Regions from separate parts of the Macaca mulatta genome. Here all the other regions are linked to region 3. The links are chromatin contacts, called in public Hi-C maps. All regions are on one chromosome and are shown on one strand. Each heading gives the region's core, a stretch centred on a gene start, on an enhancer-like site or on the middle of the called end of the contact. The rest is flanking DNA. Distances are from core to core; before and after follow the strand shown.

The links. Hi-C and Micro-C count contacts between places; a contact is called where the count stands out from the background.
Region 1: a Hi-C map of liver shows a contact between it and region 3, with 2.6 times the contacts expected there. The contact joins the promoter of GSTO1 here to the promoter of SFR1 in region 3. A contact is called at or near these places in 2 of 14 Hi-C or Micro-C datasets (fetal cortex germinal zone and liver).
Region 2: a Hi-C map of fetal cortex germinal zone shows a contact between it and region 3, with 4 times the contacts expected there. The contact joins the promoter of SLK here to the promoter of SFR1 in region 3. A contact is called at or near these places in 5 of 14 Hi-C or Micro-C datasets (blood, cortical neurons, fetal cortex germinal zone and 2 more).
Region 4: a contact with region 3 is called in a Hi-C map of CD4 T cells, with 4 times the contacts expected there. The contact joins the enhancer-like site here to the promoter of SFR1 in region 3. A contact is called at or near these places in 3 of 14 Hi-C or Micro-C datasets (CD4 T cells, blood and fetal cortex germinal zone).

What each region holds. Positions count from the first base shown.
Region 1 is chr9:116,422,286-116,429,537 of T2T-MMU8v2.0, forward strand. GSTO1 (glutathione S-transferase omega 1) reads left to right here and starts at 5,957. Exons shown (of 6, transcript NM_001260555.2): 1 at 5,957-6,077; 2 at 6,278-6,386. The coding sequence starts at 6,044.
Region 2 is chr9:116,122,328-116,129,246 of T2T-MMU8v2.0, forward strand. SLK (STE20 like kinase) reads left to right here and starts at 3,391. Exons shown (of 18, transcript XM_001114185.5): 1 at 3,391-4,155. The coding sequence starts at 4,006.
Region 3 is chr9:116,278,806-116,285,274 of T2T-MMU8v2.0, forward strand. SFR1 (SWI5 dependent homologous recombination repair protein 1) reads left to right here and starts at 3,294. Exons shown (of 4, transcript XM_077947471.1): 1 at 3,294-3,451; 2 at 4,118-4,239; 3 at 4,847-5,257. The coding sequence starts at 4,144.
Region 4 is chr9:116,063,731-116,070,181 of T2T-MMU8v2.0, forward strand. STN1 (STN1 subunit of CST complex) reads right to left here. Exons shown (of 10, transcript NM_001266590.1): 4 at 1,309-1,374. Among named protein-coding and RNA genes, the nearest start is that of STN1, 11 kb to the right of the region's middle. Within about 2 kb of position 4,656, at least 24 of the 40 cell types and tissues checked have an H3K27ac peak or open chromatin away from gene starts, as enhancers often do. A contact at or near this core is called in CD4 T cells and blood, where this site is marked.

The DNA of each region.
Region 1 (7,252 bases), core at 4,707-7,206, 150 kb after region 3:
GCGTTCCCAACTAAGAGAGAAACTGCTCAGGTTGTAGCAAAGAAAATATTGGAAGAAATCCTCCCCAGGTATGGCTTTCCCGTCCAAATAGGGTCAGACAATGGACCAGCCTTCGTTGCTAAGGTAAGTCAGGATTTGGCTTCCATTCTGGGGGCAAATTGGAAATTACATTGTGCTTATAGGCCCCAAAGCTCAGGACAGGTAGAAAGGATGAATCGGACTCTGAAGGAGACCTTAACTAAATTGACCATGGAGACTGGCGCTAATTGGGTAGTACTTCTCCCCTACGCTCTGTTCCGGGCCCGAAATACCCCTTACAGACTAGGCCTCACACCATATGAAATCATGTATGGCAGACCCCCACCCCTGGTCCCCAGTCTAAAAGATGACTTACTCAAACCTGAAACTGAAAATGTCTCTGAGCTCCTGTTCTCCTTACAAGCCTTACAGAAAATTCACCAGGAAATTTGGCCCAGACTACGAGAACTGTACGAGGCAGGACCTCCGCCGACGCCTCATCCGTTCCAGCCGGGAGACTGGGTCCTAGTCAAGCGCCACCGGCAAGAAACTCTTCAACCCAGGTGGAAAGGACCACTGCAAGTACTCCTGACTACTCCCACCGCTCTCAAAGTAGAAGGCATCGCTTCGTGGATCCACTACACACACGTCAAACCAGTGGACCCAACATCCGACCTTCTCGAGCCGTCTGGAGCACCGGTTACATGGACTGTAGACAAAGCTAAGAACAATCCCTTAAAGCTAACCCTGCGCCGTCATCCCCATAGCCGTAACCATGTCTAGCTTACCTATGCTTTTATGCCTTATGCATCTGACTCTCCTCACTGCTGCGCCGTCTAATCCCTATGTCTGGAGGTTCTGGCTCTATGAAAACAAAACTCACCCCGGGGAAACCCCCCAAGCGGGTAAACTGCTAGCTAGCACAGACTGCCCCCCCTCAGGGTGTAATACTATAGTTTACCTCAATTTCACTAGGTTCCAGATTGCCCAACCAGCAACACCCATGATCTGTTTTGAATATGATCAAACTGAATATAATTGTAAAAATTATTGGTGGCACCAGAGTGCAGGTTGCCCATATAGCTACTGTAAGACGCACTCTGTCCGATACTGGAGAGAACGACAAGGGTGGTATTTTTACAAAACTGAGTCTCCCGTCACTTACACTTGGATAATTAGAGACCCATGGGACTCTCGGTGGACAACCCCACAACATGGGGGAGTATATTACTCATCAACTAGTACCTGGCCCAGTAGCCATTTATATCTGTGGAGAAGTCTAGTCCAGATTCAACCCTTAATCCACACACAAATCCACAGGCAAGAAACCAAGTTATCACAAGACTTGCAGCCCTTCTCCTGGCTAACTCTATTACGGGAAGGGCTAGCATTCGCCAACCTCACTGGTTTAGGCGACCTGTCCTCTTGCTTTATGTGTGCAACCCTAGGAAGACCACCATTAACGGCTGTTCCTCTATCCTCCCCTCCCACAAACTATACAGGTTTTAACTCATTGATAGTCACGATACCCGATGTAGCCCTGTACCGTGACCCATACCAAGAGAAATACCCCTATTGTTATTCGGCATTTAGCAACAGCCTCTGCAACCAATCGGCTACATACCCTAATAGTCCCATATATGCTCCCCCTGGTGTGTTCTTCTGGTGTAATATGACTATGTTAAAAACTCTGTCCAAAAGCATCTCTGACGGACAGTTGTGTATCCCTGTTACCCTAGTTCCCCGACTGACACTGCTAACCCCGGCAGAGTTCATAGGCTGGGCAGGGACCGCCCCAACTAAAACTGCGCGACATAGACGAGCAGTTTTTCTACCACTAATTGCCGGAATATCCTTAACCACCTCTGTCGTCGCAGCGGGGTTAGCAGGAGGGGCCCTACAACACTCCATGATAGAAAACGACAAGCTGTTACAACAATTCTCTGTTGCTATGGAAGACTCCGCCTATTCCCTAGCCTCCCTTCAGCGGCAGCTCACCTCCCTAGCACAGGTCACCCTTCAAAACCGCAGAGCCTTAGACTTACTCACGGCTGAGAAAGGAGGTACCTGTATGTTCCTCAAAGAAGAATGCTGTTTCTATATAAATGAGTCAGGGTTAGTTGAGGAAAGAGTCCAACGCCTACACGAACTAAGCTTAGAAATGAAAAAGCAACAATTCACTACAGCCGCTAACAATTGGTGGAGCTCTTCAATGTTTTCCCTTCTGGCACCCCTTTTAGGCCCCCTAATGTCTTTACTACTTCTATTCACTATAGGCCCCTGTGTGGTAAATAAAATTTTACAATTTGTCAGAGAAAGGTTTGATACCATCCAACTAATGGTCCTCCGTAGCCATCACCAGCCTCTCCTGCACCCAGAAAGTGAGGCTATATTATAAGACTCTGGAAATCCAAGATTGGACATCCAGTTACTTATGAGAAGGGAGAAATGAAAGGACACAAAGATAGATGTGTACCCGCCCCCCACCCGCTACACCCTTGTTCTGCTCTCTAATCTTTGCACGTACCAGAGGTTTCGTAAGTTCTGTAAGTACATGTTTCTCTTTCTGAGGCCAGGTCACAAGGAATGTTTAAGTAAGATAGCCAGGTCACAAGGTGTGTTTGAGCAAGATAGCCATAAACTGGTCGTGCAACCTGATGCAATATAATTAACTGCCTTTGTGTAAAACTGCTCTTCCGCCTCAAGGGTTGTACTGAAATATCAGAAATGGCGGGAACCAATCATAGTTTGCCAAATCGCTTTGTTCAAACTCCAGCCAATCATACCTCTAATTTGTATAATGATTCTATGCCTACTTTCCTTAGACTATATAACATTGTTCGGAGCTCAGTAGGGGAGCTCTCCTGCCCGTCTCGTTTCACGAGCAAGTGAGAGCTCCAGGTTCGAACCTGTAATAAAGATCCTTGCTGCTTAGCTTTGACTCTGGACTCTGGTGGTCTTCTTCGGGGAATAAACGGTCTGGGCATAACAGTAGCAGAGCACATCTCCCCATGATCTTTTTTTCATCCTATGTATACAGGCGTTGTACCTGGGGTGGGCACCTTCATTCTCTTACTTTCGGGAACCCCCTATGGAGTAGCTGTTTTCACCACTTTATTTTCTTAATAAATGTTTTTATTTTGCATGGTGGACTCGCTCTGAATTCTTTCTTATGTGAGATCCAAGAACCCTCTCTCGGGTCTGGATCAGGACCCCTTTCCCGTAACATCTATACAGGAGGCATAACATGTTTTCCACCTTATTTTACAGGTGAGGGAACTGAAACACACTGAGGTTAGTGACTTGCCCATGTTCACAGTTAATAAGTGGTTGTTACGGGTTGAATTGTGCTCCCCCCAGTTTCATACATTGATGTCCTAATCCCCAGTACCCCAGTATGTGACCTTATTTGGAAACAGATGTAACTAAATTAAAATGAGATCACAATGGAGTGTGAATGAAGATGAAGGCACGGATGGGGTGGGCGGTGCTTCTGCACTCCAAGGGACATCAAAGATTCCCTCAAACCACCAGAAGCTGGGAGAGAGGCACGGAACAGACTCCCTCACAGACTCCCTCCTCAGAAGGCAGCAACCCTGCTGACACCTTTGTCTTGGACTTGGAGCCTCTAGAGCTGTGAGGCAACACACTTCTGTTGTTTAAGCCACTCTGCAGTACTTTGTTACCCTAGTCCTAGCCACTGAATACAGGGGTGGAGCCAGGATCAAAACAGGCGGGCTGCTCCAAGACTTGGTGCTGTTCACCTCATTCTCTGCTCCTCCCGTAATAGGGCTAATCAAAATAAAGATAAACACCTACCCTCATCCCACCCCAATAAATGGCACAGGAGTTACCAGCTTTCGAATCTAGGCAAACAGGGAAATCACTGAATAGTCTTTTTCCTCACCTGTATGATGGCCCTGGAACCCCTCTTTCCTGACCCCTAAGTTAAAAGAGCTGTTTGAGAGGACTCTCTGGCCAGACCTTTATTCCCAGACCCAAGACTAAATTCATTCATCCCACCTGCTTGATTCTGAGCCTGTGCCCTTATTTAACTGAAATGCAGGTTCAGTTGCTTGCCTCTTTCAGAGTCCAATTACTAATAAGAAAAGCAAAGTCTGGTATAAAGAAAGTGATTTTTCATTCCAAAGCTGGCTTACGGGAATAACAACAGGCTTCCTGCCTTAAGGGTACCACTTCGCTTCTGGGGCAGAAAGCAGGGGCTTTTAAAGGGGGGAGTTGGTATGAATTGCACGCTGGGGAGGGAGCGAGTGGGTGGGAGTTTGCACGACTCACTGTGGTGCTTTATCTACTGGGTGGTGCCATTATAGGCAGAAGTCATTTGTAAAGTGGACTTTTGGATGTAAATTGACTGTTATCTCTGGAGGCAGTCTCCTGGTGGGTGAGAGTCCTGCTCTGGAGCTTTTAAGTAAACACCCAGTTAGATAAGCTTGCCCTGTACGGAGTGTCAGTGAAGGGAAGGTCAAAGATGATAATCGCATTTCTAAAGAGCTAAGTAGGAAGTGGTGAACAGGGAGAAAGGAGAAAAGAGAAAAGATGGGAGAAACAAATAATGTAAAACATAACTCATCCTCTATCTCTTAGAAAAATGGGAGTACTCAGTTACATTACCAGGGCTTCAAACACAAATGTTTAGTAAGTGGGAGAGTTTTGAAAGCAGCACCATTATTCTGAGGTTGATGATATCCAGGCTTGTGCTGTCTCCTGTGGGTTAAAATGAAAAGGATGTATCCTATAGGTGACAGTAGGGACAGAGGCCCTCCCAGTAGTCACGTTAAGCTAGTACTGACAGAAAAAGGAAAAGCCTGTCCAGGTGGCTGGGCAACCCTGCAGCAAGGCATACATGAGCTTGTAAATCAAAGGAAACGACCAAGGTGAGTCTCAATCCTTTTAGAGGTTTATTTTGCCAAGGTTGAGGACACATCTGAGAAAAAGTAACACAAAATCACGGGAACATCTGTGATCTGTGCTCTTTCCAAAGAGGGCTTGAGGACTTCAATATTTAAAGGGGAAAGAGCAGGCAGTAGGGGAAAGTGGAAAGAAAGAAAAAAGGGAAGGTAGTTCAAAGGGGCAAGTAGTTGCATTCTTTGGGGCCTTTGATCAGCATTCACTGAAAGCACATGTTACATTCGCGAAAGGAGGTCGTAGAGGAGTAGTCAGTTATGCCAGTGCTTGGTGAATCTGCATTTTTACAAGATTAAATATAGGGTAGAGAAAGCAGTCAAATATGCATTTTTCTCCAGCGAGAGGAAGGATGACTCCTAGACCTGTCTTTGTCCCGTACTTGGGAAGATAAGCCGTTAGTTTACATTGCCAGGATGAGATTCAACTGATCTGTTTTAGAGTAAAGATCTTGGGGGCCCACAAGGAATTTCCTTGTAAACAAGCCCCTTGGGGAGGTGTGTGGCTTTTGATCTTTGTAGCTATCTATTTAGGAACAAAATGGGAGGCAGTGTTGCCTGACTCAGTTTCCAAGCTTGACTCTTCCCTTTGGCATAGTAATTTTGGGGTCCGGAGATTTTTATTTTCCCTTCACAAGCTAACAGGAGCCTTTGGAGAGAATGCTCTGGACCGGTGAGTGAGCCATGAGTTCGGGCCACAGGCTCCGAAGCCGTGAAGCCTTGGTACGGAGCGGGTGGCGCTTCGAGGTCAGTGCCACAGGAGGGAGGTCAGGGCCAGCGTCAGACGTGGGGCCCCATGGAGGGCGGAGTGGAGGCCCCTTCGTTCGGGGGCGGAGGGATGACTCTGAGCATTCAGAACTTTTGTGCATCTCCCTGTGGGTGCATCTCTTGGCCAGCGAGATGCTTTGACACAGCCCCTTAAGCTATTTTAAGAGCTATCCCATAAAGCCTGGAAGGCACACCGGGTGGAGCTGGCGGCCGCCCGGGGCAGGCACTTTTGAGCCAGGGAGGAAGCGGGGAGGGAAGGAGGGCGGGAAGGACGGGCGACCTACTTCCTGAATCGCCTGCAAACGCCAGAGGAGCTCGGCCTGCGCTGCGCCACGATGTCCCGGGAGTCTGCCAGGAGCCTGGGGAAGGGTGAGGCCTGCCCGCCGCGAAGAGGGGTGATCTCGGCGACCCCTGGCGGCATGTTCGAGGCTGCTTCGGGAGCCCAGCCTCCCGGGAGCGCCCCACCGGCGGGGAACGGGTCGGAGCTGCAGTGGAACGCGGGGGCAGTGGGATACGGGGGGGTCTCGACACCTCTCTGGGCCGTAATCGCCTTCGCTTCTCCCCGGCAGGAAGCGCGCCCCCGGGGCCGGTCCCGGAGGGCTCGATCCGCGTCTACAGCATGAGGTTCTGCCCGTTTGCTGAGAGGACGCTTCTGGTCCTGAAGGCCAAGGGAATCAGGTGGGCACCCAGGCGGGGCACGCTCCCCGAGCTGTCCGGGAGCTTGCTGCAGGCGGCGGCGTGGGGTGGGGTCTCAGCCCCTTTCTACCCGCCTCCCGCCAGCGTCCTTTACTGCACATTATTCTCCGCCCTTTGGGAGACAGCAAGGTATAGACCCTTCCCCTAGGAAAAATAGACCACAGATTCCAACGGTCTAGGACAAGACTCCAGGTCTGGGACACCTCATTTAGATTAACCAACCATTTAATGGATTAGAAAAGCCGAGGCTCCAGTGATGTTAGTGATTTGCCCGGGTAATAACCGGCAGCAGCTCTTTCAGCTTTGGTAGGTCGCAAATTCCTGGTCCAGAGTCCTTTTGCTTTCGCCCTACTGTGATTCCCCATTCTTATTCCAGCTCAACTGTTAGTTGTTATTCTGAATGTATTGTTCCCTCCTGGAATAGTAATTTACCCCAGTACAGCAGAGTTTAGACCCTGACCCTCCTAGAGTAGTGCTGAGTTTACTGCACATATTCCTGTGGATTGGGCTGTTGGTTGAGTCAAACAGAGGGAAGTGTCTGTCTAGCTCATCCTTCTGCAGAGCCTGTTTTGAAACTAGCGTAGTTTTTGACTTACGGGCTATCCACAGGACATATGCAACAGTCACTTCACTTTTCTCTGACACCAAGTATCCATTGGAACCACTTCCTTTCCCATGACCTTTGAATGTCTGTTGATTAGACATTTATTAGATACCTGTGGTGTGGAAGGCTCTGTGGAAGTTTAAAACAAAACCCCCATTCTTAAGAAATTTTCTGTGTGTTTAGTGTCTGTGAACTAATTTTAGTTTTCTAAGGGGAGAATCTTTAGTAGGCAATTATTTTCCCT
Region 2 (6,919 bases), core at 2,141-4,640, 160 kb before region 3:
CAGAAAAAAAATATATATGCCTAACTTTTTCAAAGTAGTTTTATTGAGGTATAATTGACAAAGCATATAATTCACCCATTCTAAGTGTACAATCATCACCATAATCTAATTATAAACCCTTTTTTATTGTCCCCCAAAATTTTCTCATGCTCATAGGCTTAACTTTTTTTATTTGGCCATGTGTATTATTTTATTAAAAGGAGAAGCTTTTACAAGAGGCTCATTTCCATTTCTTTTTTTCATAATATATGAAAAAATTTATGAGAATATTTCTATTTCTTTCTTTCTCTCTTTTTTTTTTTTTTTTTTTGAGACAGGGTCTAGCTCTGTTGCCCAGGTGAAGTGCAGTGGCATGATCTCAGGTCACTGCAACCTCCACCTCCCAGGTTCAAGTGATTCTCCTGCCTCAGCCTCCTGAGTAGCTGGGATTACAGGCACACACCACCACGCCCGGCTAATTTTTGTGTTTTTGGTAGAGACTGGGTTTTGCCATATTGGCCATGCTCATCTCAAACTCCTGGCCTCAGGTGATCCACCCACCTTAGCCTCTCAAAGTGCTGGGATTACAGGTGTGAGCCCCCCTGCCCAGCCTATTTCTATTTCTTAATGGTGTTAGAACTTTATCTTTGCTTTGCTAGTGACTTTTTAAAAACCACTTATTGAATTATTATTGACATACAATATGCTGTTCATATTTAATGTATATAACTAGATGAGTTGGGTGATAACTGTATACCACTACTGTCTATACATAAACATATCCATCATCACAGGCTTAACTTTTAACAGTGGTTAGGTCGATGGTAACTATGAGTAGCGGGGAAGGAAGGAGGACAGAATTATAGACAGTTTCCTAGTTTTTAATGTCTGTATTATTTGAATTATTTACAACAAAAATATACTATCTTTTATTTTTATTTTATTTTTTCTTTGAGACGAGTTCTCGCTTTGTTGCCCAGGCTGGGGTGCAGTGGCACAAACATGGCTCACTGCAGCCTCATCCTCTTGGGCCCAAGTGATCCTCCTGCCTCACCCTCCCCAGTAGCTGAGACCACAGGTAAGTGCCACCATGCCCAGCTAATTTTTTTGTTTTTAATTTTTGGTAGAGATGTGATCTTGCCATGTTGGCCAGTCTGGTCTCAAACTCCTGGGCTCAAGCAATCCTCCCACCTCAGCCTGGGATTACAGGTGTGAGCCACTCCACCCAGCCAAGAATATACTATCTTTTAATTGACAAAATCATAAAGTCTTTTCTATTTTGAAAAGAACAAAATAAGGAAACAGACATATACCCATTGACCAAAATCTACTTCTGGTAATTTATCCTAAGGAAATAATCAAGTATGTGGGAAAAGATTTGTGTACAAAGATATTTATCCATATTTTATTAAAAACAGAGAAATTATAATCTAAATATCTTATAATGGAAGAGAACAATTATTAATTGTATTGAAATATGCGAAGTGCAGGATGCAAACCTTTTTATGTAGCAAACCTCAACCATGTTGAAAAAAGTTAATGCACAGACAAAAAAATCCTGTTTTGAAATGTAAGTTCTTACCAACGGTCATGTCTGGATAGTAGAATTATAGTACTTTTAATTTTATTTTTTAAGCATTTCATTTTCTCCATAAATCATAATAATTAAAAATAATTATAGTGTTGTTTTCACAGGTCTATACATTTGTCAAAACATATAAAAGTGCACAGTTGCAGCAAACCACCATGGCACGTGTATACCTATGTAACAAACCTGCACGTTCTGCACATGCATCCCAGAACTTAAAGTATAATTTAAAAAAATAAAAGCAAAAAAGTACTAGCAAAAAAAAAAAAAAAAACAAATGCACACTTTAAATATGTACAATTTATTGTATATTAATATATTGCAATAACACTTTACAAAACAGAAGGATCTCAAGGAATTGAATCATCTTAAGCGTCTTACTGGAAGGGGGGTTTTGCTATGCCATCTTGGGGCTGGAGGGCAAAATGACTGGGGGGGCGGACATTACATAAACAGCAATATATATACATTGTCTCTGCTCCAGATATCGCCATTCATTCATTCATTCATTCACCAGATCTGCCTTCCTATTATATGCCAGGAATGTTGCTGGGTACTTGTATATTGTGATGAACAACAAACATCTGGGTTGAAAGAGTTGCCTTGGAGGAGAAGGTAGGTCACCACCTGACGGATTCCAGCCAACGCCCACACTGCCTCACCAGAGAGTGCTGTCCAAGGGAGCTGGAGGCAGATCAGGAAGTGGGGGCCTTAGTTGAGGTGGAGTCACCAAGAGTGACACCAGGTTTACAGTTGTGGAGGTGGCCATAAGTTAGTTTTACCCTCAAGGGAGTGTCGCAGTCATCACTTGAGAAGTGGGGGCCGGGCGCAGTGGTCATGCCTGTAATCCCAGCACTTTGGGAGGCCAAGGCGGGTGGATCATGAGGTCAGGAGATCGAGACCATCCTGGCTAACACAGTGAAACCCCGTCTCTACTAAAAATAGAAAAAAACTAGCCGGGCGTGGTGGCGGGCGCCTGTAGTCCCAGCCACTCCGGAGGCTGAGACAGGAGAACGGTGTGAAGCCCGGAGGCGGAGTTTGCAGTGAGCCGAGTTAGCCCCACTGCACTCCAGGCTGGGCAACAGAGCGAGACTCCGTCTCAAAAAGAAAGAAAAAGAAAAAAAGGAAAAAAAAAAGTTATGTTAAACAATTTTTAGGTATCTGTGTCTATCTTGCCTGCACACTTAAAACAACAAGAGTAAGAACTAAGATTGAGCGTTTGCGGGTGCAGGGGCCGCGCAAAAGGCTTCCATCCATTGCCTCATTCACAATCTTCTGGTAGGGACTATTAGGATCTTCATTTTACAGCGAGGAAACTGAGACTCGGAGAGGTTACCTGCCCAAGGTCACAGTTCTCTCTCTCCAAAGCTCAAGTTCACAACCACCACACAAACTCCCCTCTCATTGTACCTGGGGCCCATCTGAGAGCGGAAAAGTCCGCTTTCGGGTCCCAACCCTAATAGGTCGGCCTTTCACTCCACAGTTTTTCCCAGATCCAGAATGGAGGCAACATCCGCTAGCACAATCAACAGGGTCCTGCCCACGGGGGCCGCTCCACCAAGGTCGTGGACTGACAGGATTTGGGCCTTGGAGGGCAAATGAGAAACAATCGTCAGGGACCAAAGAGCAAATGCGTCCATCACACGAGGCCCCCGCACCCCAAACCCGGTGCTCCGCTCACGCGAACCCTCGGGGACAGCCAGTCTGCGGGACCCAGCGCGCGTGCGCGGGGCCAGAGGGGACGCCCCAACGCGAGCGCGCGGTGAGCAGGGCGCGTGACCGGGCGGGCGCGCAGCCGGGAAAGCGCGCGGGCGCGCTACGGAGTCGGCGTCGGCGCGCGCTCCAGGCCGAGGCTGTGTGGGCTAGGGAGGGAGCCAGGCGGCGGAGGCGGCGGCGGCGCCCTAGACCCGAGGGGACGCGCGGGCCTTGCGCCGCGGGAGCGGACGGCGGCGGAGGAGACCCTAGGCTCGCAGCCCGAGGCGGGAGGGCTCGGCTCCTCGACTGCCCGCCTCCGAGGCCGCCGGCCGCTTCTCTTTCCCGGAGTAGCCGCCGCCCCTGGAGACTCGCCGTGACACGGGCCTAAGCCGCCGCCGCCGCCACGGGCGTCCTGACCGCTCGGACCCGTCGGACCAGGCCGAGTGGGAGCGAGCTTGCGGGCAGGTGCCGCTCCCGGAGGGTGGGCCGGAGGCGAGGTGCCCACCGCGCCGCTCGCGGGCCGGGCTTGGCGGAGGGGCCGCTCGCGCAGCACCCCCACCGCGGGCCGGAGCCCGGGTCGCCGCCCCGCCTTCTCCCGGGACCGCCCGGCCGGAGCTGCGGGGGCCGAGGGACGCCGCGCCCGCCGCCGCCAGCCGGGCTCGCGCGGGAGAGCAGGGAGGAGAAACTTTGCCTTTTATTGTTTTTAGTCCTTAAGTGCAAGGAACTCTGTGTTGGGAGGAAAAATGTCCTTCTTCAATTTCCGTAAGATCTTCAAGTTGGGGAGCGAGAAGAAGAAGAAGCAGTACGAACACGTGAAGAGGGACCTGAATCCCGAAGACTTTTGGGAGATTATAGGAGAATTGGGCGACGGAGCCTTTGGGAAGGTGTACAAGGTAAGAAGGAGAAAACGGGAAGTTGTACTGCGAAGATAAAACAGCCACTGCCCTGGAGTGGCGGGAGGACTTCTGCTCCCCTAGTCCCTTTCCTGTCTCTTGCTCCTTCTTTTGACTGTTATGGTTCGATGCAACTTTACTTGGCTGGTCATCCAAGGAGTAGGTAAGAAGTCGGGTTTACGGAACAAAATGGGGCCTGGATGGAGTTTAAAGAGCGATTGGAAAGGGAGACAGGGTTATAAAGTCTACTCTGTGGAACTTCAAAGGAAATGAGAGTGTTCCTTAATTTATAGGAGGGGTCTGGTTGTGCCCTTCAGGTATTTTAGAATGAGAAACTCATTGCACTTTGCAGTGGATTTGTCTACTGCCTGCATTCGCGTGCATGCTTGTAGTGTAACAGTTCCCTTTTTAGGGTCCAGGGTATTTTTCTGGTTGTATCTAGAGCTAATACAGAACTAGTTGGGATCAAAGTGATTGCTACTTGCGGTCTCTTCTTGAGTTGGTTGCTCTACAGCATACTATAAAATGGAATGGAATTTCTGACAAAATTTCCAAAAGAAGACCTTCATGTGGTACTAGTTTTAAATATATTTATAGTAAGCATTGACTAGAAGTATCAGCGCTTAAGAAATTAAAAACACACACGCATATATTTATTTCAATAGGAAGAAGCTTGGCGTTTCAACCTGAAGGCACTAATGTTAACTGTTTACTATCTCCTAGTAATATGGTCTCCTAGTAATAATATATCTCCTAGACATATGAATGATGTCATTGGAGTATTTTCATCCTGAAGGGCGAATTTTTTATGAGACAGCGTTTAGGGGAAGGACCCACAGGGTTGCCTAGAAGTGAAAACGTAAGAAAATAACTTACGTTTATACAGGGCTTTGAAGTTAAGTACTTTCAAATAATTTGGCCCCCATAAAAATCTTGTGAGGTAGGCAGGTCAGTATTAGTATCCACATTTCACAGATGAAGATATTGAAATTGTTCACAGCCACATGAGTCTCAGCCTAGACTTGAACTCAGGTCTTCTGAGCCCATATTTAGTATTGTTTTTTATTTTAACAGTCACTGGAAGAAATGAGAGCATTTTGCCCACTCCTTTTTTTTTTTTTCGCTCTTTGCCCAGGCTGGAGTGCAATAGCGCGATCTCAGCTCACTGCAACCTCCCCTTCCCGGGTTCAAGCGATTCTCCTGCCTCAGCCTCCGGAGTAGCTGGGCTTACAGGCATGTGCCACCACGCCCGGCTAATTTTTTATTTTTAGTACAAATAGAGTTTCTCTATGTTGGTCAGGCTGGTCTCGAACTCCTGACCTTAGGTGATCCGCCCGCCTCGGCCTCCCAAAGTGGTAGGATTACAGGCGGGAAGCCACCATCCCCGGCTGCCGGCTACTTTCTAAGCACCATTATACTTCTGCCTTTGCCCTGCCTCAAATGCATCATGTCAAAACCCCAGTCCTCATTCTTTATCCAGGCTGAAGTATCTACTCCTCTCTGTGTGCTTTCAGAACACATTGTTCACATGGCTATTATAGCACTCGTCACTTATTACAGTTAATATGTTTATGTTTCTATAATAAAATTAAGGGCCAAAATTTTGATATGTATTTGGGTTCATCCACTGCCTTAGCATATAGTGATGTATCTGTTTACTTGTTGAAATGAAAGAATGTGTTTTATCTACATATGAATGCTATCGTGGAAGCTATCATATGCTGTGGAAGTTGGCAAAATAAGCTTTGTTATTTGTGTGGAGGGTAGAGTATGGGTTTCAGCAAGAGCTACATAAGATGCAAGGCTTCAGTGTAGTGGGAAGATCACTCCTAGGAATCTAGCGTTGTGTTTTAGTGCTGGCTGTCAGAAACCGGCTTTGTAATCCTGGACAAAACACATAACTTCTCTGGGCCTCCGTTTTCTTAGCCATAATACTGACTTTCTTAAGAGTTGAGATTCTTTCACCCATTAAAGTTCTGTGAGTATGTACTTAGCCTGGAAAGGCAAAAATAAATCCTCAAGGCACCTAGAATCTTGTAGTTAGAAGGTGGTAGGTGATTATGGGCAGTTTTCATGGTGTAAATATGTTTTATCGAATATAAACAGTTTAGTAGTAAGAGCACTGGCTCTGAAGTTGGAATATAACAGCTCTCTCACGCAATAGCAGCATATGACCTTGAACAAGTTTCTTATTTGTCCTATACCTAACTTTGCTCATCCGTAAGATATCCTCAGTGTGAGGATTAAAGAAGATAATAAATATAAGGCACATTGAAAGGGCTCAGTAAATGGTAGAAATTACATTTAGAGCTCATAGATGCAAAATATCAGGTGAGATAGGAAAAGGAACCAAGAAGATAATAAACCATTTTGTTGGTTTCTAATGGCATGGGCAGATTGTGTGGAGATACTAAAGCCCTGTGTTATTCTTTCACGACACTTTCTGCAAAATGTGATCTATCTTCCTATACTGAGACATTAATTGAAAATTTTCTGAAAAACAAGAGTCTTATTTCATGTAGTTATTTGAGCACTATAAAATCGTGTCAAGAAGAATTTCTGTGGTCTTGATGACTGTATTTTAGCATGATATTTGAAGAGCGTGGGCTGGCACTATTTTTTCTTTTTTCATTTCACTGCTGTCTGCTTCTAAGGAGTAGGGTGTGAGTTTTTAAAAAAATAAAATTTGAAATTAAAACTTATCTGACTTCTTATGGCCTCTTTTTTCTAAAAGTTTTTGTTTTTCAAGATTCCGTAGAAATTG
Region 3 (6,469 bases), core at 2,044-4,543:
TCACCCAAGTGGATGTTAATCCTAGTTTCAGAAGTGTGTATTTTTATCTTTCTTTTTTTTTTTTTTTTTAAGGAGTCTCTGTCGCCCAGGCTGGAGTGTAGTGGCACGATCTCAGATCACCGCAATCTCTGCCTCCTAGGTTCAAGCAATTTTCCTGCCTCAGTCTCCCAAGTAGCTGGGACTACAGGCACCCACCATCAGGCCTGGCTAATTTTTGTATTTTTAGTAGAGACAGGATTTCACTATATTGGCCAGGCTGGTCTCTGACCTTGTGATCAGTCCACCTTGACCTCCCAAAGTGCCGGGATTACAGGCACGAGCCACTGCGCCCGGCCTATGTCTTTGTTTCTTTAAAAAAACCTATGGATACTAGTTATGTCCACATCACACAGAAAATGTTGTCAATACAGAAAAGTCTATGGGAATATAATTTAGGTTACCTTGAGACTATTGTTAAGATTTACAAAATAATACTAAAGCTGAGAATTTAAAAATTAACACGAACATTTTAATTGTGGCTAAAAAGTACGTGTGTTTGTGCGTTTGTGTGTAGGTAGAGAGAGACAGAGAAAGAGAGGCTATTTACTATTCTTTTCTGGCCGTTAGACAAGAATAAGAACAAAAAAAATTAAAAAAAAAAACCTCATAAAGATTTTAGGTCTACATCATCATCCCACCAATAATTACAGACAAGAACGAAGCATTTTACCACTCCCTGATGAGTAACAAAGTAGCCAACAGTAGCCTTGGGGACTGAAGAAATTTTAAAATACATGGAAAGCCTGACTTGAGTTGATATTAATTACTATTATTACTGGATTCTATTGCTTAAATTGTTCTCTGTGGTAGGGTAAGGAGTCTTTACTTCCTGGCTCACTGGGCCAGTATTTTTTCCTTCCTGAAAAGTTTCATAGGAAACATACAATGTCCTGTGTCAGAAACACCAAAGTCTTCACAGGCTAATAGATTTCAAGTCACTAAAGACACTGAAATGTATGATATGCATTATCTAAAGGTACAATTAAAAGTATAGGGGCTATATTCCAGATCTCTGACATGAAACCGAGGAAACTGGGTTTCCAATTTGTGACGTGAAAAGATTAAGTAAAATACAAACTTATGTATAGGGAGATAATTCAGTTCTAACAATGCATGAAAGCCAGAGAGGTAGGTCAACAAATGCACATTTCTGAAATACAGGTTTTTCTGAGTATTTGTTCTGAAGTTCTTTGAAAATCTGGCCAGATAATTCCATTTTAAGATACCAGTTCACATAATAAGCAAGTCAGAACATTTGCAAGGCAAGATGTTGTTTTCCTTTCTGCAGCCAGGAAAAACACAGCTCTAAGCTTAGGTTGTAAAGGTAAAAGGATTTGGGAGCAGCTGATTTTAGCCAGTCATAAAAACATCTCCCCCTTATGCCAGGAGGTATAAAGAATATGCAGAGTCTGCATTGTGCTTCTACTGTCAGGACAAATCATTATGCTTTTTCTTTGAGATTAACTGATGCCAATGAATGAGTAAAGGGAGAAATAAATGTACAGACTGAGACCTGCAGCTTGGTGAGATGAGTAACACCTTTATCACAAAATCATGAGTTCTGTCTTCCACTTTGTAAATTCCTTGGGGTTAACTTATGTAATTTAAAAAATTTTTAGGAGTGAAATATGTATTACTAATCATATGTGAAGCTCTGCATTTTCTGCCATTTATAGTTTACATTGTGTGGGATCTTACAGATAACAGCATCTTTTAAAAATATATGTGCTTTTTCGGGGAATGGGAGCTAAATCAAGGGGTGAAAGGTAAGTGAAGGTGATACATTCCTTTAAATCAGTTAGGGAATGGTGAATACACTTGAATATATAAAATAACTACTGCTTCCTAGATACCTAGCTCTGTTCTAGCTGCCTCTTACCAGTTCTCATTTAATTCTCCAATCCCATATTAAGAGATGAAGAAACTGAGGCACAACATAAAGTAGGGTGCCAGGATTTGAACCTAGACAATTTGACTCTAACGTCTGTGCCCCTAATCATTCCCTTAAGTAGTCCTCAGGTTCTGTAATTATTATACCTGACTGCTTAAGGCTCAGGTAACTCCCTTCTGGCCACTTCTAAGCCATTACTGTCAGATGTTATTAATAGTAAAGAGACGATATCAATGTTTAAAACGGCCATTCAATAAGAGGACTGAAAACACTAGCCCCTGGAAATTCCCAACTTCCACGCGACTCAGAAGTTACACAACTCTTTCCCTAAACCCAGTGCTCCACCCAGTGTAGCTAACTTTGTCGTCGCGTAGCAACAGAACCTCGCCACACTGGAAGCGTGGCGGGGGGTCGGGGGGGTGGATTTTCTCGACTGGGGATGCTGCTGCCCGGTGGCCGGCAAAGGCCCTATCGGTCTCAAACATCTGAATTTTGCACCGACACAATCTCATGTAATGATTGTTCTGTTTCCTGTGTTGCGCCACAACAAACTTCCTTGGGCTACATTTTCCCTCAGATTTGAGTAAAAGATTTGAGGTCACGCTAAGAAGCCTGAATACTGAGGTACAGAAACGGTTGTTTACAAAAAAAAAAAAAAAAAAAACCTAGCGACGGGACCGCCGAGTTTGCGGCAGCCAAAAAAGCTAGCGATGAGCTCAGCTAAAGTGCCAGGACTCTCGGATAGATTTCTAACATGTTTCATTCTCAACAGGCTGGAACCCAACGCTGTTCTTGTGGTCTCTGCCTCTGGGGAGTCCACAAGCTGTAAATCTAACATGCAGCCAGCCGTGCGGCTTCTGGCCGCGCCACATCTGAGGAAAGCCTTTTCTGTGACGAGCGGGGAGAGGAGACTGACTGGAGCCAGAGAATGGAGGCGGCGGGCTGGCGGAGGCAGGGGGAGGCACTTTCAGGCGCACTTCACAGACGCACAAAAACAAGGAAGCCTGAAGGGAAGGCGGTTGAAAATAAGACAAGAGAAGCCGCCAACGGAAGCGCGCCCCCCTCAGGATCGGTTGGTCGTTCCAAAGCTCAGCTTCCCCCGCCCCGAAGACCTGCTGCGGATCACAGCCGCGCGCGCGCACTCCCGCTGCCCTCGGGCGCTGGGCAGGGAGAGCCGCGCGCACCGGTTAATTCTGCCAATCACGCGTTTAGGCCGCCTATCGTGTGGCCAAGCCCCGCCCCAACCGCCGGCTGGCGGAGGCGCGCGCGCAGTCCCGCCGCTCTGAGTCGCTGAGTGAAGCGGCGTCTCGCGCGTTAGTCAGTCTGGCCAATTGCGCGTCTTCTACGCCAGCCGCACGGCCCCGCCCCTGCCACAGGATCGATTTACGGCCGCAGCTGCGCGCGCTTTTTGCTCTCGCTGGGAATGGCGGAGGGAGGTACTCAGCTGAGGGGAAGGGGGTTACCTGAGACCTGGGCTTCCCCGGGAGTGTGCTGTGGAGTCGAGTTGAGCTCCTTTTCCGGGTCTGGGGAACTCAACCTCACCTCATCCATGGGGTCTTCGGGGATCTAGTGGGCTTTCTGCAATGGGGGGAAGGAGGGGACTACTCCCGCCCCTGGTTTGCCTCTCAAAAGTTGATGCCTTTGTCGGAGAAAGCAATTTCAGTCCACTCTCCTTTTCAGTGCCTATTCGCTGCTTAAACTAAAAGGGCGTAAATGCATCTCCGCTGTGTTTCTTATGCCTCGGGCCGGCAGGGTAACGGGTTCTAGTCACAGCTTGTAGAGTTCAGGATGGGTGACATTCAGGTCCTATTGTTTTTGAGTCAAAGTTTCGGCTATATCTTCTTGAATTATGAAGCTGTCATCATAAAGAATTCCTGATTAAAGCTGTTATTCCCTTCTTCCAAGGCAGAATTTGAATATATTTTGGTGGATGAAAAGAAAACAAGGAGAGTTGTGACTATGAGATACTAGCTGGTTGATGTGTCATGAAAATCTTAGTGGTCCCTTTGTGGGAAGGTAAATGGAAAACTGCAAAAAGAGCAATAATGAATTACAAAGTGAAATTAGAAGAAATATCTGGCTTACTTGTGGATGCTTTGTACACCAATAAAATATATTCTTTGATAAAAATCGACTATGGAGAGGTGTGGCTAATTTGATTCTCATTTAATAATTTTTCTTTTTTAGAGAAAAACCAAGATTTCACTTTCAAGATGGAAAGTTCGTCAGACTCAGCTGTGGTTTTACCTAGCACTCCTCAGGCCTCTGCGAATCCATCATCTCCCTATACAAATAGTTCACGAAAACAAGTATGAAAATCTTTGTCCTTCCAGTGGATCCATTGTGTGTTTCTAAGTATTGTGGCAGTGGTGGTTTAAATTCTACTGAAGGTTGTTAATTAACATAATGTGTAGCATAAATAAGTAGACATTTTATTAAACAATTTTATGTTTTTCTTCTAAGGTCACATATATGACACCCACCAGCCCCTTTCCATATTTTCCTCTTGAATCAATTCATTTCAGTTAGTTTCAGATTAATGGAGAAAGTTAGAATCTGTGCAATATTGTGAAGGTCTTTAGTGGCAGGGTCTAGGTCTTTTCCTTACTCTGTAATTCTGAAGCACCTGGAGTACCGTCAGGCATGTGCTTGTTACTGAACAAATGTTCCTTGATTACTGGGATAAACCTTTCAACACTTTTAGAAAGGTGTTGATCTTGCTGAAGTAAAAAGGAAATAGAACAAATGGAGCTTCCAGAAATTAAAGACATTTTGTGATGCCTTCTTTAGATGTGGAGACAGAAAGCCATCTAGTGGTGTCTAGCACAGAAATGTAAGGCCTTTATTTCTGGTGATTTATTGACATCAAGAATGTTTTTCTTGATTCACATTTTTAATGTTTTATGCTCTTTATAGCCTATGAGTGCAACACTTAGAGAAAGATTAAGGAAAACAAGATCTTCATTTAATTCCTGTTACAATGTGGTGAAACGTCTTAAAGTAGAGAGTGAAGAAAATGATCAGACCTTTTCAGACAAACCAGCATCTTCCACAGAGGAAAACTGTTTGGAATTTCAAGAAAGTTTTAAACACATAGATAGTGAATTTGAAGAAAATACAAATTTGAAAAATACTTTGAAGAATCTCAGTGTCTGTGAATCTCAGTCACTTCATTCTGGATCATGCAGTGCTCTCCAAAATGAGTTCATGAATGAGAATCTTCCTAAACAAAGATTAAACGATGAAAAAGCCAAATTGGTGAAGCAGGTTCAGGAGAAAGAAGACCTTCTTCGGAGGCTAAAACTAGTCAAAATGTATAGATCAAAGGTGAGAAGAATTTCGGGACCATTGTATCATTTTTATTTTTACATAAATTGCAGGAAAGTAATTTCAAAAATAGAAAATAAGGTGTGTGTTTGTTTTTTTATCATAATAAGCAATAAGCCAAATATTCAGAAACCTGGCTTCCAACAACTTTAATTCAACTCCAGATTTAGAGTAGAAAAGGCCCTTAAACACCAGGTAAAACTTTTTAAGAATCTCAGCTCTTATTTAATATGCAGTTAAACTTTTCTTTCTAGTTTCTAGCCCACAGCAATATTAGAAGTATTAAATGTTAGATGCAAGTACGACGGGAACAGAAGTGAAAGCTGACAGTCAATTAGTAAAACTAAAAATGGGCTGTAGAGTACAATAAAAGGTATTTTATTTATGATCTTGTGTCTCCCCCAAATAATTAATGTGATTCAGCCATATTATTTGAGAAAAAAACAAATATATATTAGATTTTAGATTTCAACTCATATAGGTTGAATTAAATAGAACTTGAGTACATGGAAGGAGATAACCTTTATTACCTGGAAAATTCATATATATGCAATAGCTCATTTTCCCCCAACTATGTGGAATAAATGATGAGATAGCATATCTCATTTGTTCTCGTGAAATTTTAGGGTTTTTTAAAAATAAAATTTAGGAGTATTGAATGTATTTTAAAATTTAGGAGTAAAAAGTGTATTTTATTTATTCATTCTCTTTTTAGAGACATGGTCTCTGTTACCCAGCCTGGAGTACAGTGGTACAGTCCTAACTTATTGCAGCCTTGAACTCCTGGGCTCAAGTGATCCTCCCACCTCAGCCTCCCTAGTAACTGGGACTACAGGCATGTGCCATCACACCTGGCTAATTTTTTTAAATTATTTTTTTGTAGAGATAGTCTTGTTATTTTGCACAGTCTAGTCTTGAACTCCTAGGCTCAAGCAGTCTTCCCACCTTGGCCTTCCAAAGTACTGGGATCACAGGTGTGAGCCACCATGCCTAGCCTAAAAAAATATTTTTAACTAGAATTTTGTAATTTTAAAGAGCAGTTTTAGGTTCATAGCAAAATTTAGTGCAAAGTACAGTATAGTGTCATTTTTAAAAAGGTACAGTTGTAATAGAGTAGATTTTTCCCTGTATTACTGCTTCTTGACATAGTTTTGGCCCAATTTAATGATTTGATTTTTCCCTTATCATAAGGATGGTCCAGAGCGTGAGCCA
Region 4 (6,451 bases), core at 3,406-5,905, 210 kb before region 3:
ACATACATAAAAATCCAGATACCTGATTGTCTCACAGGTTTATTTCTTGCCTATCAGATATCTGCCTAAAAACATGTGGTCTCCCTTAAATCTACCTACAAACCTTCCTCACCAAAGCAATGCCATTGATTTAGATGTTCCCAAATTAGGGATTAGAATTCCAAAGTTACATGAAACTGACGGCCAAATTCTAAATGTAAATACATCAGAAAATTAAGCAAATGAGCATTCCATTGATCAGTACAGTCAAAGTACAAAGCTGAGATTCTGACACATTACGGCAAAAAAGAAGAAATGACCCCAAGCATTAGATATTCTTATCATATCTAATGCAAGTAGATAGATACTAGATGCTAGATATTAGAGCAGACAGTGTTTACTGAATAACCCCACTGTGTATGGCACTATACTGTATATGTTGTAAAACACAGAAAAAACAAGCTTCCAGTTTTCGTAGCTTCTCTAGAACCAAAAACCATCACCAATATTGCATGATATTCTTTCATATTATGAACTTAACTTTAAAAAGTATCTAAAAATTGGGCCAGGTGTGGTGGCTCAAGCCTGTAATCCTAGCACTTTGGGAGGCTGTGGCAGGAGGATCACTTGTGTCCAGGAGTTTGAGACCAGCCCTGGCAACATAGTGAGAACCTGTCTTTAAAAAAAAAAAAAAAAAAAAAAAGTATCTAAAAATTATGAAAATATATTCAAGCAACACCAAATGTTTCAGTTATAGTCAATGTGTTCACTATACAATTTTAAAGTTCTTTTAATTTATGTTACTTACTGAATAACTTCCAAAGGAAGCCTATCTTACCTTCTCAATCTTAGAATTCCTGGTATTATTTGTTTGAACACAGAGATTTCAAGAAATCTGGACCATGGCAGCACAGAAGTTAGTGGCAACCATGTGAGAGAAACAGTCATCAAAATGTTCTTTGGTCAAGTGATATGGCTGGGACAAGGGGAATCAGACTTGGCTAGCAATTAGGCTAAGACGCCTTGACTTATGTAATAACGGGCATGGTAAAAATGAACTGCTGAAATGAACAGGGGTAACCTACTCACATTCCTGTAGGCTTAGGAAGAAGTGAGCACCAAAGAGATGGGAGAAAGAAAAGCAAGTGGCTTTCCTATGGCATCAGTTTTCAGAGCAGCCAAAGCTCTGGGTATAGTGCTTCAGGTAGATCAGTGTAACTCACCAGCAGATAAATGTGAAAATTTAGTCCTGTAGCTGTTTTGATGAACTACGTTGAGTAAAATCCATTAGTTAGGTGAAAAGTAAAGGAATGTGGCAAATAAAATTACCTGACACAGACTCAGTATTCAACTTTTTCCAGCAGATGCAGTTTATAACTCCAGTGCTGTCATCCACTGCAAGAGAAAAGTAAAAGGGTAGAAGAGAGATTTGGGCAAGGCTGGTGATTTAGCATACTGTCATTGCATTCAGCCATACTGAAAGATGACCTCTTTCAATAGCCTGGAGAAGCAAATCCCTTATCAAACTCTCCTTCCACTTTTGAAACAACCTCTCACTGTATATGAGTATAAACTGCTTGTCTGCACAACTCAATGTAATACACAAGCCCAATGGGATATGGTCAGCATTTCACTTATCCTACCTCAAGGTACTAATGATTAGTACCCTCAAGGGTACCCTCATGATGCTTGTCTACACCTCTGTACTAAAAATGGTGGCCTTGGGAAGTTAAGTGCAAAAACTGAATGACTGCTCACATACAAAATCAGCCTTTCTCTCCCACCCTGAAACAAGAGAGCATCGTGTGGTTTGTGGTTAGAGGCACACGCACTTAGGGTGCAGCCTTCTGTCACAGTCTCTTTGCTAGCGTGCTGACTTACCAAGACAAAGCGTTCCAAGTCATTTGGCCTGGGTTTCTCTTTGTGAAAGATCTTTTGCCCAGTCCTCACCACTGCAGGGGATGTAAGGAAAGCCAAGCACATCACAGAAGGGTACCGTTTTATTTTCATAATAGAAAATAATTATATCCTGGCCACAAAAACAGTACTAGTCTGGCTTATGTTATTCCTGGTTTATCTAATTTTTGCAAAAAATCAAACAATTCCCATTGCAGTTATATTTACAACTATAGAGGAATTTGGAGATGTTTGCTAGGGAATAACAGGCATTTCTCTTTGCTTAATTTCTGACAAACTCAGAACAGAGGTTGCTAAGCATGGGGTCAGTGGGTCTCATAATTAAAAAAAAAAAAAAATCCACTAGACTGTTGTAAAAGCACACATAATCCTGAAGAAATCTAAGGCAAAATTTTTTACTGCTGGCCTAAATCCACGCTGAAGAAAAAGCCAAAAAGAGTACTTCCTATACTAAAATAAATCCTAGATGGGTTTCATTTCATTAAATACAAAAGAGGTAAACTTAAGATGAGAAGACGATATGGGTGAATACCTTTAACCCCGGGTTTATAGTGGGTGAGGAGAGGCTTCTTTAAGCAGACTCTTAAAATCAGAACTCATTAAAGAAGTCTGATAAGTCTGACCACCTAAAAACTAATACTGGATAGCAATATTCCAAATGATAGGGTCAATGATTTAATATAGGAAGAGCTCATAGGCTGGACATGGTAGATCATGCCTATAATTCCAGCACTTTGGGAAGCCAAGGCAGGAGGATCACTTGAGCCCAGGAGTTTGAGACCGGCCTGGGCAACACAGCGAGACTCCATCTCTACCAAAAAAAAAAAAATTAAAAATTAGCCAGGCATGGTGGTATGTGCCTGTAGTCCCAGCTACTTGGGAGGCTGAGGGGGGAGAATTGCTTGAGCCCAGGAGTTTAAGGCTGCAGTGAGCCATGATCATGCCACTGCACTCCAGCCTGGGCAACAGAATGAAACCCTGTTTCAAAAAATAAAAAATAAATAAAGAGCTCATATAAACTAATAAGAAAAAGATCAAGATCACAAGAGAAAAAGTGGCAAAGAAAAGAATATGTGATTCATGGAAGATCTATAAATGGCCAATAAAAACACGTCACTATGCTAAGTTCACTAGTTACCACTAAAAAAAGCAAGTATAAATAATTTATCAACAATGAAATTGACAAATATTAAAAATATTGATACCCTCATATGTTGATAGTGGAAGTATAAATTAGTAACAAATTTCTAAAATTTAAATCTTAACGAGCAAGTTTGGAAACATGCATCGGATTGTGAAATGTAAGCCAGATGCGGTGGCACATGCCTGCTACTCGGGATGCTGAGGCAGGATTGCTTGAGTCCAAGAGTTTGAGGCTGCAGTGTGCTACAATTGTACCGGTGATAGCCACTGCACTCCAGCCTGGGCAACACTGTGAGACCCTGCCTCTCAAAGTTGTTTTTAAATGTACATGTCCTTTGACTTAACAATTACTTCCAGATAAAACAAAAATAAGTACACAGATACACACATCTTATGTAAGGCTGTTCACTGTAGTATTCTTTATAATACTGACACTTGGAAATACCTAAATGTTTATAAATATGGTTAAAAAAATTACAATGACGTACTATATGAGAATAAAAAGATATACATGGCTCATTGTAAAACAGAAATATATAATCCAATTTATGTGCAACATTAAACAGTGTATTTTCACAGAAATGATTTTAAGACATTAAATACTAACAGCAGTTTCTCTTGGAGTGTGGGGAAGGAACCCCACATTCAATGTATACGTTGACTGTTAAGCCTAATTTCAGAAACACTGAGAAAGAAACATGTACAATAGTACTAAGGAAACAGGCATTTCTATATTTCTTTGATACTGGGAACATGTTTAGAATGAGGAAGGATGTTCACCCAAACACTGACATTGTTTTGCCTGATTTATAGTGTTTCACATGATTTTTATATACTTCATTAAAATTGTCTCTAGTTTGAAATTTTATTTTATAATGAGGAAGCACCATTTTAAGAATCCAAAAAATGAATAAGGACATTTTGCGTTAAAAAAAATGCATGACACTTCCAGGCACACCACTTCTCTGCAGTTGAAAACTTGATTTATAATAGAAAGCTAAAAAAAAAAAAAAAAAAAAAAAATTAGCAGGCCAGGAGCAGTGGCTCATGCCTGTAATCCCAGCACTTTGGGAGGCCGAGGTGGGCAGATCACTTGAGGCCAGGAGTTCGAGACAAGCCTGGCCAACATGGTGAAACCACGTCTCCACTAAAAATACAAAACTTAGCTGGGCATGGTGGTAAGCACCTGTAGTCCCAGCTACTTGGAAGGCTGAGGCAGGAGAATCACTTGAACCCGGGAGGAGGGGGTTGCAGTGAGCCAAGATCACACCACTGCACTCCAGCCTGGACCACAAAAAAAAAAAAAAAAAAAAAAAAATTAGCACATGAACATTTGTCCTAGAGAATGTGAGGTTATTCTGTTCTTGACTGTAGCCTTCCAACATTCTAGGTCTAAGCTTGAGCTGCTACCAAGTGTTCTGTGCACTCTGGGCACTGTCACCAATCCCTGGACTAACCAGGTTTGTGATCTCTCCCAGCAGACCGAGTGCCTTGGTGCCCAGAGGTCTGGCTGCTGGAATGCCCCTGAATGGAGGCACCCTTGCAGTGCTGCACAACGTACTCCACAGCTACACAGCACCGCCTGGGCCACTGGCCTTTTGTTTCAGCTGCAGGATGAGTCAGTGTGAGCAGGAAGCACCCCCAGCACAGGCCTGCGGTGAGTCAAGGGAAGCAGAACCCAGACCAGCAGGGAGTGGCCACCTGGCAGCTGGCCCAAAAGCCATGTTCTGCCTGAGGACAGCAAGGAGAGGGGCAGCTCTCCACAAGAATTAAAGTTGCAAAAGCCTCTCTGCTCTCAATAATTTCAGCAGTCAGATGCTTTTTATTTTCCTGAAGCCCACAGATATGTCATGCTCCTCAGACACTCACTCAGAGGGAAATGCTTACTGGAGAAGAGGCAATCATAGTGCCTTCATCTTTTTATAATGGGAAAAGGGGTTAAGCGAAGCTCCTTTAGGCGCAGGCTTAATATCTAGCCTGGTTCTAGGGCCAGGATTTTAAAGTCCTCAAACGGCCTCATTTATTTGATCTGAAAAACAGAAAACTAAAAATCAAATGCAGTTATTTATTTATTTATTTTTTGGTGGGTGGGGGATGGAAGAAAGAAAGAGGAGAGAAAAATCAAACTGAGTTATATGGAGACCACTGAACACACTGGAGTCAGTAAACAGAATGGACCCACAAATCTCCATCAGTGGAATCTTGAGCAAGTTACTAAGCCTTAGTTTTCTCATCTACAAAATGAGTACCTGTACTTTCTATTGAAAAAGACTAGGGGTAGAATAATATGAAATCATGCATATAAAAGTGCTTTGCAAATTGAAAGACGCTATTATTTCATCGTTGGCATTTCGAGAGGAAGCACTCTCCTATACTACAGTGTACTGCCCACAGCTGGATACACTGTAGGAACTTAGTAAATATTTGTTGAGTTGTCTGGAGAAAAACAGGACCAATATCTTTGGCAAAATAAAGCAGAGAAGAGATTCAGTTTGGGAATGTCTGACAAGGTGATCCTTTTCAGAATTAAAAACAAAAAAATTATATATATATATATATATATACACACACACACACATGCTGGGAAAAAGCAGAAAAAATAAGAGCTTTTATTTTTCACATTATTTTATTAAAAGCACAAGATAATACTCTTCAGGAAAATGAGTACATGTAAAGAAATGTAATGAGATTGTATCTACAAATTATCAATCATGCAGGGACTGCCAATGAAATGCTCTTGGTCACAAAGTTCAACTGCCTTCTATCTTTCCTCAAGAAGAGTAAGAATACAAATCCAAGGCATAGCACAAAAAGTGACAACGTCAATTTCAGCAAAGGTATGGAATTTAAAGTTAAGTTTTCCACAAAATATCTATCTTGGGCTCTTGACTACAGAGAAGCTTGGAGTTGTACAAGGCAATATCTTAAACGCTTAAAAATCAACTCAATGAAAAAATAAGGACCTATTACACTAAAATCACAAGTGAGCAATTCTCTAGTGTCCATAATATAGAAACCCTTTATTAAGCTTCTGTCATCATGAGGGAAAATAAACTTTCTGATAATGGATATTTATCCCTTTGAGTATCAAAAGGCTTTTTGTTAACTGTTCTAGATATAAAGATTTTAAAATTATTTTTCACACCTTCCTGTGTTGTTAAAGAATCTACTTTAACATTAATCTGGTCGTTGCTTTTTAAAGTGATCCACATAACCATATATTACCACCCTTTGCTATTTACAGATATACCCTTGGGCATCAGGTACCCGCCCCCCTGCGCCCTGTCCATCGGTGCTCCTAGGGGGCTGTATTTTAATTCTTCCACGTCCTAGTGCCTCAGCAGCTGTCACCTCACTGAATTCATCAGTATCATTCCTATCCGTTGCCTCATTTTATTCTTAGCCCATGTCT